2 separate regions of the Arachis hypogaea genome follow, and region 1 is linked to region 2. Evidence: chromatin contacts called from public Hi-C data. All regions are on one chromosome and are shown on one strand. The core of a region is the stretch at or near the end of the contact, and the rest is flanking DNA. Distances in the headings are between cores, read along the strand shown.

Region 1 (7,602 bases), core at 2,834-5,333, 210 kb after region 2:
AGATACTCTAACCACCCATAAAAAATATTTTTGGCTATGTTTCAAACTATATGCTACTTCTTTCATTTGTTCCTCATCAAGTGAAACTAAACTTCCGAATGATACATAAACAACTGAATATTTTGGCTTATTGTCTAGCCATGTTATACATTCTTCGGTCTTGAATTGTGTGATATTATAGTCTTCATCATCTTTGACTCGTTTGTCCAAGAATATAGACGGTATGTTTGGTCCTATAGTCCTAAAATTGGACCAAATCTTCATTGTCCAATCAGTCACCTAAAAACAATTTTCAATCACTAAGTATTTTATGAAGAGAAAAAAATGTATTGGAAGAGCAAGTGAGCAACCTCAAAGAAATGGCTTAATTGATGAAAATTCATGAATTCTAACAGATTAACACACAAGAAAGTACATGTAAAAATAGAAATTTACTATTTATATGTGAGAATTGATTTTTTTTTTCTTTCTATAATTTTAAGATATTGAAAATATCAATCTTTTTAGTTAAATCTTAAAATAATCTCTGAAATTAACAGTTTGTATTAATTTAGTTTTTGAGAAGATCACAATTGCACTATTCTAGTCCTTTAGATTAGAAAAAATGCAGTAAGTTCATTCTAACCACTTTTCTGTTAAATGTGACCTAATGTTGTGAGGGACTAACTTAGTGCAATTTTTTTTAATATGAAGGACTAAAGTAGTGTAATTGGAATCTCAAAAATTAAATTAGTACAAATTGCCGATCTGTACTCTGGGGTTAACTCATTTTTTTTCATTTTAGTATTATAATACAAAAAAAAGCATTTTATTTAAGAAAAAGTATAGGTAAACGATAAGAATACTAAACAATATGAATAATGAATATGTCAGATGTTCAATTCAATAGATATGTAGATGATTATGTTCATTATTTTTAATTGGATGATTTTTTTTATTTATTCATGCACAGTTAACAATGGCTGAATATTCAAATCAATAGGTGTGCAGATGGTTATCCTAATGTTAAGGTTTATGAGATAATTTGGGAGTGGAGTGTTTGTTTTACTTTATTGGGTCAATTCTAGAACTCATTGTTCACATTGTATACAAAAGTCATTGTCTATCTAACAAAAACGTTTATTTAATTTGCGGCGATTTTGCGAAAATTTAAGAGAATATTTAACAAGTTTAAGATGCTATATCACAATTTAATTTGTGTTATAAAACCCTGAAAACATTCAAAACTTGATGAACTGCTAATTAATTACCTGTTTTTCCAGCTCATAGAAGCTATTGCAAAGGACCCAATCAGCTTTGTCAATGTTTGAAAACTGATCCCTTAGCATTTGAAGAAAATCAGGATCTTCCTCATGGTTAAAGAAGAAACAAGGCATTTCACTATGTTGAAGTTGTGGCAACATAGGAAGTAACGAAACCTCATGATCATGTCTCAGTTTTCCAATATAGACATGGTAGCATATGGCATTTATAGGTAGATTCTGAGTGAGGAAAACAGCACCGACCACACCAATTTTTCTTGCAACATCAAGTGGCCATGTTAAGAATGAATCATAGACTATGCAATCTACAGGGTACCCTGTTCTAGCATGATTCTCTAGAAGCTCACCAAGATTTTGTGGCCCCACTTGACCAAAACGCTCCAAATAGACACTTAAATTCAGTGCTTCTCCATGCCTACCATTATCAAATCCATCTGAAATTGTCTCAAGTGAAATTGAATGTGGCAAATTCAGATTATTCTCTATGTTCTTGAAGTAGAATAGGGTGGTGACAAGTGTCACTCTTACACCTTCATGTTGCAAGCGCTTAGAGAATTGAATCATGGGATTCATGTGACCTTGTGCTGGATATGGTAGCACCACACAGTGCATAGTTTTTCTCATGCCTATTCTATTCTCCATTAACTTTTCCTCTCTGGATTTGAGCTATTCAAGGGTCAACCTATGAATTAGAATACTTAATAATACAGCACAAATGGATAAATTAGTGAAAACTTGTAAAACAAGTTAAGTTGGTATGATATTTAAATAACAGGACTTTATAATCAAAGTTTAATTAATGGACAATGACAGTTTTGGCCAGAAACTTGTTCATTGATTTCTCAAAGGAATGAGAGTAGTAATTATCTGAATTTAAAATTTATTTTATAATAATTAAGGTGGTACATTATTTGCCAAGGAAACACCACAACAAATAATTAAACAAGTAGTGGTGGTTGGTTGGTTCAATAACCTTTTAAACTATTCACAAATTCTATAATATTCTTATTGGAGCTTCCACCTTCACTAACAGCTTCAATAGCCAAATTCTTCAACTTCACAGCATTAATCCTAATCTCTTTGCCCTTATCACTTTCCATTAACTCCTTAATACAATCCTCCAATGCTTCCTTCCTCATAATCTTTTTCTCATCAACCACAGGCCTGATCCCCACTTTCCAAACATCAACAAGGTACTTAGCATTTGTAGCTTGATCTGACCATTGAGGCACAGCAATAACAGGAACACCTAAACTCAATGCTTCTAATGTAGAATTCCAACCACAATGTGTTACAAAACACCCAACAGCCTCATGAGACAAAACCTTTAGTTGAGAGCACCATGTCACTACTAAACCCTTTTCTGAATTCTTTGCAAAATCTTTTGGGAGTTTTGCTTCTTCTGAGGCTCTAACTACCCATAAGAAGTATCTACCACTATCTCTCAAACCATAAGCTACTTCTCTTATTTGTTCTTCGTCTAGCGGAACCAAACTTCCGAATGATACGTATAGAACTGACCCTTTTGCCTTCTTGTCTAGCCAATCCATACATTCTTCGCTCTTGAATTGTGTTACACCGTATTCTTCATCATCTTTAAGGCGTTTGTCTAAGAACATTGATGGTATGCTTGGTCCTATAGTCCTGAATTTTGGCCAAATCTTTTTTGTCCAATCAATTACCTACGAGCAATTTTCAATCACCAATCATCACACATTGAAAAAACATATACACAGAAGAAAAGGTGAAAACTCATATGCAGTTATTTTGTGTGCATATAACATTTTTTATGAACGAGAATAACAATCAATCAAGAACTGTTAAATAGGATAACTAAATCAAATCTAAAACTAGTAAACTCAAAATTTCACAAATTAACTTGAAAATTGGAAAGGTTCAATTAATATAGGTAACTGCAAGGGCTCTAAGTTCTGACACACAACAAAGAACTATTAAAACATGCAAAATCATAGTACTGCAAGAAGGGAGCAGAAATCAGAACACCAAATAAATAAGTAGTTGTGTAAAGCTGCATAAATTAATTACCTCTTTCTCCAACTCATAGAATGCATTACAGAGCACCCAATCAGCCTCATGAATGTTAGAAAACTGTTCGACAAGCATCTCAAGAAAAGCAGGATCTTCTTGATAGCTAAGGAAGAAAGAAGGCATGTCCCTATGTTGAAGCTTTGGTAACATAGGAATCAAAATCTCATCCTCAGTAAGTGGGGCCCTAAGCTTTCCAATATGAACATGATAGTAAACACTATTCACAGGCATATTCTGAGTAAGATAAGAAGCACCAGCTATACCAAATTTCTTAGCAACATCAAGAGCCCAAGGCATGAATGAATCATAGATTATGCAATCTACAGGGTACCCTGAAACAGCACACTTCTCTAGAACCTCACTTAAAGTTTGTGACCCTCTTTGAGCGAAAACTTCATTATAGACACTGAGTTTAAGTCCCTCACCATGTCTTCCATTGTCAAACCCATCTGAGATTGTCTCAAAGGACATTGAAGGTGGGAAATTCTCCAAGCTTTTGCCGTAGAATAGTGTTGTGACAAGTGTCACTTTTACACCCTCATGTAGCAAACGCTTGGAGAATTGAATCATGGGGTTTATGTGTCCTTGTGCAGGGTATGCTAGCACCACACAGTGCACTGCTTTGCCATTTTCCTTCTCCATTTTCTTTCTTCACACTCACTAACTCACTCTTTTTGTTCTTCTCCTTTTGCCTTTGACCTCTTTGGGATTTTGGGCTATTGGGTTATGCTTAAATATAATATGCATGAGTCAGAGTACTGAGTCAAATTGTATACTTTCAAATTTAATTAACATCAGGAAAAAGAAAATTTAGTTTCTTTTCAAAGAAAAAAAAGAAAAGTTGAAGTTTACAACTTTAATCTTTTAATAAAGAGTGAACACCCGATTCGTGATAATTACCTCAAAAAAATAATATTAGCTTTTTTTTGGCATAAAATTACAGGAGCTATTCAGTCTCATAAAAATAAAATTTAGGGATCAGATTAAGTATTTTTTTATCAAGAACTTAGTTGTCTTTTAAAATAATTGTCTCTTTAAAATTTTTTCTCTTTAATAAAAAATCAAGATTGTCGTAATTGAATCGATAAAACTCGAGATTAAATGGTTTAAAATTTTAATTAAAGTTAAATTTGGATCAATTATGCTATATTTTAGTAATCAATTTTAATTAAGTTGGTATAATAATTTATTGGCGTAAAAAATATTATTTAAAAAAAACGAGAATGTAAGAACAAGAAGAAAAAAACAAAGACTTGGTCGAACCTTACAAAAAAAAATTGTTTACATAGTATTTTTCATTTTGATAGAAGAAAATAATATATTTTTTTATAATTATATGACGTATACACAACAAATGATTATTAAAACAGTTTATTTATATATAATACATATTAAAATAAAAGATATATAAAAAATAAATTAAATAATATATATTAATATATTTTATATAATAATTAATTTTTTTTTACACAAAATTTTTAATTTGTATAAAATATATACAATGTAAAAGATTGATTTTTTAACAAAACTTATACTCGTTAAATTTTTTCAACGTCTTTATTAGTCTTTTACCCGATTTATCGTCAATATATTTTACACTAATCTAGATCGGCAAAATATCCATTTTCGATTAATCCTATTGAACCAATTGATTTGGTTTGATTCTCGCAACACTGAAAAAAAAAAAAGAATATTTAAGTATAGGTATAATACAAATGGACAAATTATGTGACGCAATATCTGACGCAAATTACGGGGGGAAACATATGATTAACTAAAAAAAGAGAGTAATTAATGATTCCATATGTGCATGTCATTTTCACATGGATATTTATTTATTTATTTAACCAAGTTGGGTTGGTCTAGTGGTTAGCTCACTAGTCCGCTTAAGCAAGTGTCGGGGGTTCGAATCCCGCCTTGTGCATGCAGCAACCCATTGGCCAGCGGCAAACCCTTAAATGGAGCTCAGTACCGCGACGGATTAGTCCTTGACCTGCCGGGTCAGGGGATACCGTGGGAAACCAAAAAAAAAAAATTTATTTATTTATTTGATCATATTCATGGTCATCACTAGCTACTTCGCTCAACGAAAAAAAATTTGGTCAACAAAGATGGGCTAGACAACTTGGATTTAATATTTAGAGTTTGACTCTTCTAAAATTATATTATTATTTAAAAAAAATATATTATTAATTATCATTAAATTAAGATAGTAAAACTCATAGTTAATAAATATTATAAATTCAAAGATATTTAATATTACTGTATTATTTTACTAACATTAATATTATTACTTTAGAAATTTTTTTTTTCTAATATTTGTGTTGTAAGCAGATAGAGTTTGAATACCTTTTGAGTTCTAATTTGCATACATGGAACTACTGGCATATACTATATGACATCATTATTAGAATATATATAGTATTTGATTACAATCAATATTATTTTAACATATTAAGTGGTCGATCATATATACGTATAATATATTTTTTTGCTGTGTCATGTGATTCAAAGCTTCTGCATTTTTTGTTTCGGCTTATATATAATATATCTCACTAGATGATTCTTTCTTTTGTCTTATCTTTTGAAAAACGTTTATTCATACATGGAAAATGCAAAATAGATTACTGGGACAAAGAAAGGCCAGTTTCATACACATCATAAGCTGAGCATATCTATGCACGCCAAAATTTTTGTGGCTTCGTCTCATTTATAATTTACCTTGGGAATTTATTCACCATAATAATTTCAACAACAAAGCTACAACGGAGTGTTGATGTTATTATTTTTATTTATAAAGGATAGGGATATATATTGAAAAAAGAACTAGGAGAAAAATTAGAATTACAAATATGAAGTGTAAAAAATATTTTTATCCGAATATTAAATTATTATTAAGATAACACAATGATATAATTTAATTATGAATTTAATAAAAATATTCTATAGTGTTTGATAACAATTCATATTCTCACAACATTTTTATGACAACTTCCACACTCACCTCTAATAATATCATTTACTTGCCTTTTTTTCCAGCTCATAAGAAAAGGTATGACAAAGGATCCAATCAGCTTTCTTCAATAACTGAAGAAAAGCAGGATCTTCTTCATAGTTAAAGAAGACATAGGGCAATAAAGGCCTATCCCCGTATGATAAGTTTTGGAAACTTGCCAAGGAAAATCTCATCCTCAGTGACTGAAGTCTTAGAGCTTCCAATGTGCACATGGTAGTCGATGCTATTCAGTATTCACAGCCAAATTGAGTTAGGAAAGTCACCAACTATGCCAAATTAATGGGCCGCATTAAAGGCCCAAATCATGGTGAACCATAGATTATGCAATCTTATGGGCCTGACCCATTAAAATATTACAAGAGTAATATTAGGTACCAACTTTTTTTTTTTCCAGTTATACTTGAACAAAAAATAGGAGGAGACATCGGACTCGGGCGGCAGTGAGGGGCATCTTGGCGTCGGTAGGAAGGAGATGTTGTTGGCCACCATCGTGAGGGCGGCTTGAGAGGTATGCTGTTCATCGGACGAGGAGATCCGAGCTCCTCCTCCATAGCTTCAATGGCAGCCTCAGGTACTGGGTCTAGCTTCTAAATATTAAATTATAAACCTAAACACTAAAATTAATTATGGTCTATATTATGTATACACTAAATTCAGATACCAAAATTAGTTATTAGTAAAAAATACATATTAAAATATAAATATACATTAAAAATAAATTAAATTATATATATTTATGATTAATTTCAGTGACTAATTTTAATATATAAATAATATTTTTTGAATTAATTAATATTCATTAACTAAAAATTAGTTACTTATATTTGTTTTATTAAAATGTTTATGTGACAACTATGAATAAGGTGACATGTAAGGCTCGCAATGAGTAAGGTAAGGTAGGGTTTGGACTTTATCCTAATTTTATCCGCGGGTTAAAAACTTTTTTATCCTACCCTATTTGTGGGTTGAGAATTTTTCAGCCCTAACTCTATCCGCATCCTAAAGTTCTAAATCATATCCTACCCGACTCTGCCAACAGAAAAATAAAAAAATTTCAAATAAATATAAAATTTAACCATTTCAAATTTTATACATATTAATAAAATAAAAAATAAAAAATTAAGTTCAAATTAAAATTAAAAATAATAAAATTTAAAAAAATCTAACATAAAATTACAAATAATATAATTATCAACTAATTTTATGGTTATTTCAAATTTTTATAAAAAAAAAGATTATGAGTTTAATACTCACTTTCTTCACTACATATAAAAT
Region 2 (7,772 bases), core at 2,415-4,914:
GCATATCACATTGCTAATCTTTGAATTTATAGTCACTCTCAAGGCCCTGTTCCTACTGTATATATAGCAGTGTTTGTCTATTTTCCGTTCAACATTACATTGCTACTATATGGTTCATGTACATAGAACTTTAATATCGAACTAACCCATGACAAAGACCCTAAAACTTGTAAGATTTCGAAAAATTCCAAAAGAAGTTCTATTCACACTTTCACACAATATCCCAAGGGGAAAAAAAAAAAGCCAACAACCCAATATGAAATTGCTGCCTTTTAACACACATATCAAACCTCTATTAGTAACCAATTTAGATTAGTCCAATGCTCAGCTTACTCGCTGCTTAAGTAAGATTGAGGTTTGAATCCGGTTTTGTACATAATATGCAAAACCTTAGTCTAATGGTTATGTTGGGTTAAAAGAAAGGGAGAACAAGATGAATTGAAGGGTGACAGGAAAGGGGGAAGGCCTCAGGGAAGGGCCTAAAAGGACTACATGGAAAGAAAAACTAATCTATCTTAAATCTATTTTTTTGTGTAGTTTTATATGTCAAGAATGGAAAAAGTCCACGAAAAATAACAAATTTATACCAAAACAACAACCTTATTTGATCCAAAAACATAGAAAAACATGCAAGTAGTTTTCTTACAACATACAAGATGGCCTGGCGAAAGCGAATTAAGTCAAATCTGATGTAATCGAAGTTTTTTTTTTTTTTTTTGTCTAATAAAAAACAAAGAAAGGAACAAACAAAGGCATATGAGACTTACAGAGAAAATAAGCTATTTACAAATTCAATAACATTTTTATGGGAGCTTCCACCCTCACTAGCAGCTTTTGTCATCAAAGTTCTCCACTCAATGGCATTTCTCTTTATCTCTTCCCCTTTCTCACTTTCCATCATTTCCTTTATACAATTGTTCAAATCTTCTCTTCTCACAATCCGCTTCTCATCAATTGGAACTCTAATTCCCACTTTCCAAACATCTTCAATATACTTTGCATTTGTACTTTGATCTGCCCATTTTGGAATTGCGATGGTTGGAACTCCTAAGCTCAAAGCTTCCAATACAGAATTCCAACCACAATGTGTCACAAAACATGCTATAGCCTCATGTGCTAGAACTTGCAATTGGGAGCACCATGTTACTATCAAACCCTTTTCTGATTTCTTTACAAAGTCTTTTGGTAATTTAGTCTCTTCAGAAGCTCTAACCACCCACAAGAAGTACCTATCACTATTTCTCAAACCATAAGCTATTTCTCTCAATTGTTCCTCATCAAAAGGAACCATGCTCCCAAATGACACATAAATAACTGACCCTTTTGGTTTATCTGCTAGCCATTCTATACAATAATCTTCACTTTTGAATTGTGCAACATCATATTCTTCATCTTCTTTGACTCTCTTATCCAAGAACTTAGATGGGATATTTGGTCCTATGGTTCTATACTTTGGCCAAATCTTTGTTGTCCAATCAACAACCTAAAACCAAACACATGCCAAAATTGAAAATTTATAGAAAAAACTAGCAAATAAGAAAATATCTATCTTTTTTACTTTAATTAATTAATTATCTTGCTAATAATAAAGAATAACTTCATTTTATAGTATAATTTATAAAATGCACTAGTTCTCTCTCTCTTACTCTCTCTATATCTCTGTTATCATTAACAACACAGTTAATCAATTTCTTATCTTCAATAATGAAATATCAAATTAAACACCATTTTATTAATCAAGTACTAATTTTACTTTTCTAAATTTTTCACTATATGCTATGCTGAAACGGTAAAACAAGATCCTAGATAGATGATGCCTATATAAAAACATTTTAGACTAAATGTTCATGGTGGGTTCTTTAAATTCACGGTATTCATCAATTTGGTTTCTCAAGGTCCAATTGCACTGCAGTAGTCCTTTAAATTGAGCTTCGGATGTTATAGTCATCCCTAGCTAGACTTTTTTCCAGCACTGAATCAGCAAACACAGTGATAATGTGGCACTCTCTTACCACGACCATGTTTCTGTTTGACGCCAAATGAAGGCCGAAAGCCCGAAACAACGTCACTTTGACTTTTGTGGCATCTAAAACGGTTTCTACATGTCGTTTTGGCCTTCTTTAGACACTAAACAAAAACACCGGCATTTCACACCAGTCCTGCATGGTAAGAGAGTGTTACATCATCATTAGGAATCGAATCGAATTGGATATGGCCAACATTTCGATCCAATTTGCATTAAAATCATTGGATCGGATTTAATATCTATAGTTTTTTAAGTTTAGATCCCAATCGGATCGGATATATCTGCAAAACACAAAAATATTTTTAAGAGTTTATTTTTATTAAAGAATATCAATAAAATTAATTTTTTCTATTTTTTTAAATATGTTTACTCTTAAAATAATATTAAACATATTTTTTTAAATAATAAATTAAAATAATATAACATATATGATAATTATTAGTTAAAATAAAACATAAAAAAATATTTACTTGTTTATTTTTTTATTTTTATGGATACGCGGATACCTACACAAAATCCGCAATCCGATCGTATTAGTGTGCGGATCGGATCATATCCGCAATTTTCAGATCGGATTTGGATAAACAGTGAATATGCAGATCAAATCCAACCTATAAACACCCTTAATCATCACTATGTTTGCTGAGTTAGTATCAAAAAAGGATTCATGAATTATTATGGTGTCCGAAGCTCAATACGAAGGATCGGACCATTATAATGTAAGTAGATCTAAGGGATCAAATTAATGAAAATCTTGAATCTTAGGACCACTACAAGGAATTAGTCAAACATTTTAGTATACAAAACTAAATTCTTGTATAAATATTCAGATGGATGGAATATATGAGATATATACACACAACTTCTTAGCTCTTACCTCCTTATCAAGCTCATAGATTGCATTGCAGAAAACCCAATCAGCTTTGTCCAAGTTGGAGAATTGACCCTTTAGCATCTCAAGCACAGGTCCATCTTCTTCATATGTCAAGAAGAAAGAAGGCAAGTCCCCAAGTTGAAGTTTAGGCATAGAAGGAAGTGAAACCTCATCCTCAATTACAGGAACCTTAATCTTTCCCAATTGAACATGATAGAATATGCTATTCACAGCCATATTATGAGTGAAGTAAGAAGCACCAACTATGCTAAATCTTTTGGCAACATCTAGTGCCCATGACAGAAATGAATTATAGATTATACAATCTACAGGGTTTCCTAATTTAGCAAGCTTCTCTAGAAGATCAACGAGACTTTGTGGACCAACTTGCCAAAAACGTTGTATATAGGCATTGTAGCTTCCACCAGCTTCTTGAATACCACCATTGTCACACCCATCAGAGATTGATTCAAGTGATATAGAAGGAGGCAAGTTGTTATTATTGTGCAAGTTCTTGATGAAGAAACGTGTGGTGGCTAAGGTTACTTTGACTCCTTCATGTACCAAGAGCTTGGAGAATTGAAGCATGGGGTTTATGTGACCTTGAAATGGATATGATAAGACCAAACAATGGGGTGGTTTTCTGGCTATAGTTTTCTCACCCATTTTTCTTTGAAGAGCTTCTTCAGGGTAGGTGGGGGTTTGATGGCAAATTGGGATTTGGGAAATATTGAAGTATCAAAGTGAGTATGTGCATGTGTAAAGTAAGAAAATATAAGTTGTTTAATTAATTTATTAAATTCTTAAGGAGAATCATTGCATACGTGAGCATTCCTTTTAAAGTTAATAATTATGTTTTTAAAAAATATATTTTTTTAAAAAATTATATTAAAAATATCATATTTCTGTATTGTAAAAACTGCAAATTTTCTAAGCCACCTTAACTTACCAAGCTATTTTCTTAACATAAAGACAAAATACCCGTGTTGTAAAAAAAATTTTAAGTATCAAAATTTTTTACAGGTATCAAATTTTATTTTTTCACGAAAAATTTGGACGATGATATTTTGACACCAACAAAAATCAGATACCATCTAAAAAATATTTGAACCTCACAATTACACCTAAAAGTAACTCAATTTCAAATAAACTTCTCAACAAATTTTTTTTTGCGGTACCCTGTAAAAAAAACAAAAACTAATCTAAAGAGTCAAAAACCAACTTATACATAGAGAAGGGTCCAACATGAATAAGTTTTCTTTCCTTGTGTCTATCCAAACCGCCAATTTTATAGACCACCGTAACTTGTCGAGCTGCTTCTCCGGCATAACATAAAATAGTACATGTGTTGTGAAAAAAATTACGTTATGAGTATCTCTATAAACTTAAATTTGTACCGTATAATTTATCTATATATATATTTTTTTTGAAAATAAATAAATAATTTTTAAAATATCACCTAATATATCTATAAAAGTGTCATTAACATATATGTGATATTTATAGTAAGTTTTTTTTTTCGATTTTTTGTTGACTTATTGTATGTAAAAAAAAAAACTTATTAAACAATATACTTCAATTAAAAAATATATATAAATATTGATTGAGCAAAATTAAGTACGACAAAACCATTCTAATCTCTTAAAATTTTGTTATAATAATAATGAATTGACACGACAAGTGCGTGAGACATTTTGGTTTAATTACAAACAAAACAATAGTAGAAACATGAGTGGCAGCGAGTAGGAATGAAGATGAAAAAAATTTGTTAAGTAGAATACACTGAATTGGGGATTCTATCGCGTATAATTGTACATACTTTAATTGAAATAGCTTTGATATGCTCTAAAATATGAGAAGGATATTCTCTAGAGTATAATATACTAATATCTTGGGAATTTTTTCTATTATAAATTTTTTTAAAAATATTTTTTTTTTAAAATTAATCCAACTTTATATTTTAAAATCCAACTTTTCTTTTTGTATAAGTTTGCCGCATGCGTTGGTGAACTTTTTCAAATTTCTATGCTCCTCACCCATCTACTTCTGTGATTTTAATTTGAAAAAAATATATATTCTTCAACTGTTTTCATATTTTTAATTTGAAAAAATATATATTATAATCAAAATTTTTAATTTTTAAAAAAAATTAATTTGCTTTAATTTAGATAAAAAAATTAAAAAATTAAAAAATTAAGATGTTGAGAAGCCTTTTTTTTATTATATTATTGTTAAATACAGTTTATTGCTATATATTTTTATATACTCCTATATATTCTTAGATATTATAATAATAATTATTATTGTCAATTTTTTAATTTTTTTTACCTAATCTAATATTTATAGAGATAACTAGTAAAATTTGTGGTAGAATACTACGAATTTACAAAAATAATAAAGTTTGCCTGCGACAAACTTAGCTAAAATTCTAAAAAATATATATATATTCCAAAATTTAAGATAATTTTTTTATTTTATTATTGAAAAAAAACCTAATATCTTGAACTCACATGTATTTGTTATAATTTATAAGACATATACGAAGTATAGGTTTTTTTTTTCATTTATAAAATAAAAAAATTATTATTTTGCGATCAAGATTTTTAAACTTTAATTCTCTAAATACGATTTTTTTTTGCATTTAAGCAAGTTAGTCGGACGTCCCGGCGAACTCTATAAAAATGAGTACTCTCTTTTTAAAATTTTTGAAATCCACGTTTTAATCAAATTATCATCATCTCCAAATAATATACAGATCTACTAATAGTATATAGAAATACACAAACATGACTTCTTCAAGAATTTTTTAATTATAAATTAAAAAAAGCCATATTTAAAAATAACAATCATTGTTATCCTATCTAAAAATGTATAGGTACACCGGAATGAGTCATATTTAACAAAGATTTTTTTAATTATAAATTAAAAAATAACTATTTCCCAAAAATAATCCACTTCAAATATATAAGATTGGAAAGTTAACAATTATTATAGTTTTCAGAGACAAAGATAGACAAAGATATGACTCATTCCGATGTACCTATACATTTTTAGATACGATAACAAAGGTTGTTATTTTTAAATATGGTTTTTTTTAATTTATAATTAAAAAAATTCTTGAAGAAGTCATGTTCGTTGTCCGTAAATTTTTGTGTATCCCTATATACTGTTTGTAAATTTATATATTATTTGGAGATGATGATAATGGATTAAAATGCGGATTTTAAAAATCTTAAAAGAGAGTTCGCCGGAGTTAGGCGAACTCTATAAAATTTATAAAGTTCGCCAAGGAGTTAGGCGAAACATTTTTATAGAGTTCGTCGGAATTCGGAAAACTTGCTTAAATGCAAAAAAAAAATCGTATTTGAAAAATTAAAATCCAAAAATCTGGTTGAGAGAAAGAATAATTTTTTTTATTTTATAAAAGAAAAAAACCACGAAGTAAAGTATACCAAAATCTTGCGTTTTTTATTTTCTGTGAAGACAACGACTCTTTTTTGGGTCATGAACAAGACAACAGCTTTATTTTTCCTGAATCGGAGGTGGTTGACACAAGTACCTCTACAAGTAGCCCATTTGTGTGTCATAATGGGCCTTTCAGTTTGCTAAATGCTTATGTTTATCATGATCCCCAAAAAAAAAAAGAGACATTGCAAGAATGTTTAAATAAATATCAATGCAAGTAATCAAGTCGGGTTGGTTTAGTAATTTTAGTTTACTAATCTGTTTAAATAAGTGTTGAAAATTCGAATCCCGTCTTATGCATATTCTCACCTCCTAATTGCTAGAAATATAAATGACAAATATTAAATAATCAATAAAATTTATTTTTTTAATAATTAGTTAATAATATTTAAAAATATAATTTAAAAATATTATTAAATTATTAAACTAAAAAAATTAGACTTTTTTGGTGACTAAAAAAAATTAAACTTATGATTATAGATATTGATCAAGAACAATAAAAATAATTGCTATGGTATTTAAAAAATAGTGTCTAACTCATCAAAACATATTAAAAATTAATATTTAATTTAAAAAATATAAAAATAAATCATTTTAAAAAATTTAAAACTTAAAACAAAAGATAAATGACAAGAATTGGCCAACAAGGCGACAACAAATTCTACTAAACACAAACTCTTCTAAATATGAATTTTGGGGCTCTCATCATTATTTTTGATGTTACCCCTGTCTGAATGGTTCCAACCATTCATTGAAATGCCTTTCGAGACAGCTAGCTTTAAATACCAGACGAACACATGAGATATTAGCACATCCATACAAAATTATATTAAAATAAAATATTTTGGTAATAGATAATGATATATACCAATATCTTTAGTTGAAAAAAAATTAATTAATATTGGTTTAAATATAAGACCAAAAAAATGTTAATCATCTATTATTTTTTAAAATTTTTAAATGACTTATTATCAATTTTTTAAAAAAAATTATATTTTTTAAAGTTTGTGACGGTGTTTATCACATTTTTCATCCTTTTTATATGCCTAATAGTCAAACGAAAAAATATTTGCTAGTAAAAAATATTGAATTTTCAACTTATTTTTTTATAAAGTAAACTACTATTTCTATTTATAAAACTTAAAAACGCTAACATATCTATCTATAGAAGATGAAAATTACCATTTGTACTGATGAAAGATTAGTTTTTGCAAACAAAATTATCCAAATCCTAAATAATTAAATAAAATTTTTAAACTATCCTTGGTGAGTCTCATCCTCTTCAATTCGTTATCTATAAGTCTCTCCCTGTGTCACAACCCACTCAAAGCTAAAACCTTTTACCCCAATTTATTTTCCAATCATTCACTCGGAGGAAGGAAAAAAATTGAAAGAGGAGAGGGAAGG

What was found. Hi-C and Micro-C count contacts between places; a contact is called where the count stands out from the background.
Region 1: a contact with region 2 is called in a Hi-C map of an unstated tissue, with 3 times the contacts expected there. The contact joins the promoter of LOC112797634 here to the promoter of LOC112797625 in region 2. A contact is called at or near these places in 3 of 8 Hi-C or Micro-C datasets (leaf and an unstated tissue).

The regions. Positions count from the first base shown.
Region 1 is chr4:120,494,623-120,502,224 of arahy.Tifrunner.gnm2.J5K5, forward strand. It overlaps LOC112797634 (mogroside I-E synthase), which reads right to left and starts at 4,084. Exons shown (of 2, transcript XM_025840670.3): 1 at 3,309-4,084; 2 at 2,126-2,944. The coding sequence starts at 3,953. The coding sequence ends at 2,228. It overlaps LOC140184497 (a long non-coding RNA gene), which reads left to right and starts at 6,244. Exons shown (of 4, transcript XR_011881491.1): 1 at 6,244-6,898. It also overlaps the pseudogene LOC112797635.
Region 2 is chr4:120,288,645-120,296,416 of arahy.Tifrunner.gnm2.J5K5, forward strand. It overlaps LOC112797625 (UDP-glycosyltransferase 74G1), which reads right to left and starts at 3,665. Exons shown (of 2, transcript XM_025840659.2): 1 at 2,904-3,665; 2 at 563-1,483. The coding sequence starts at 3,566. The coding sequence ends at 764.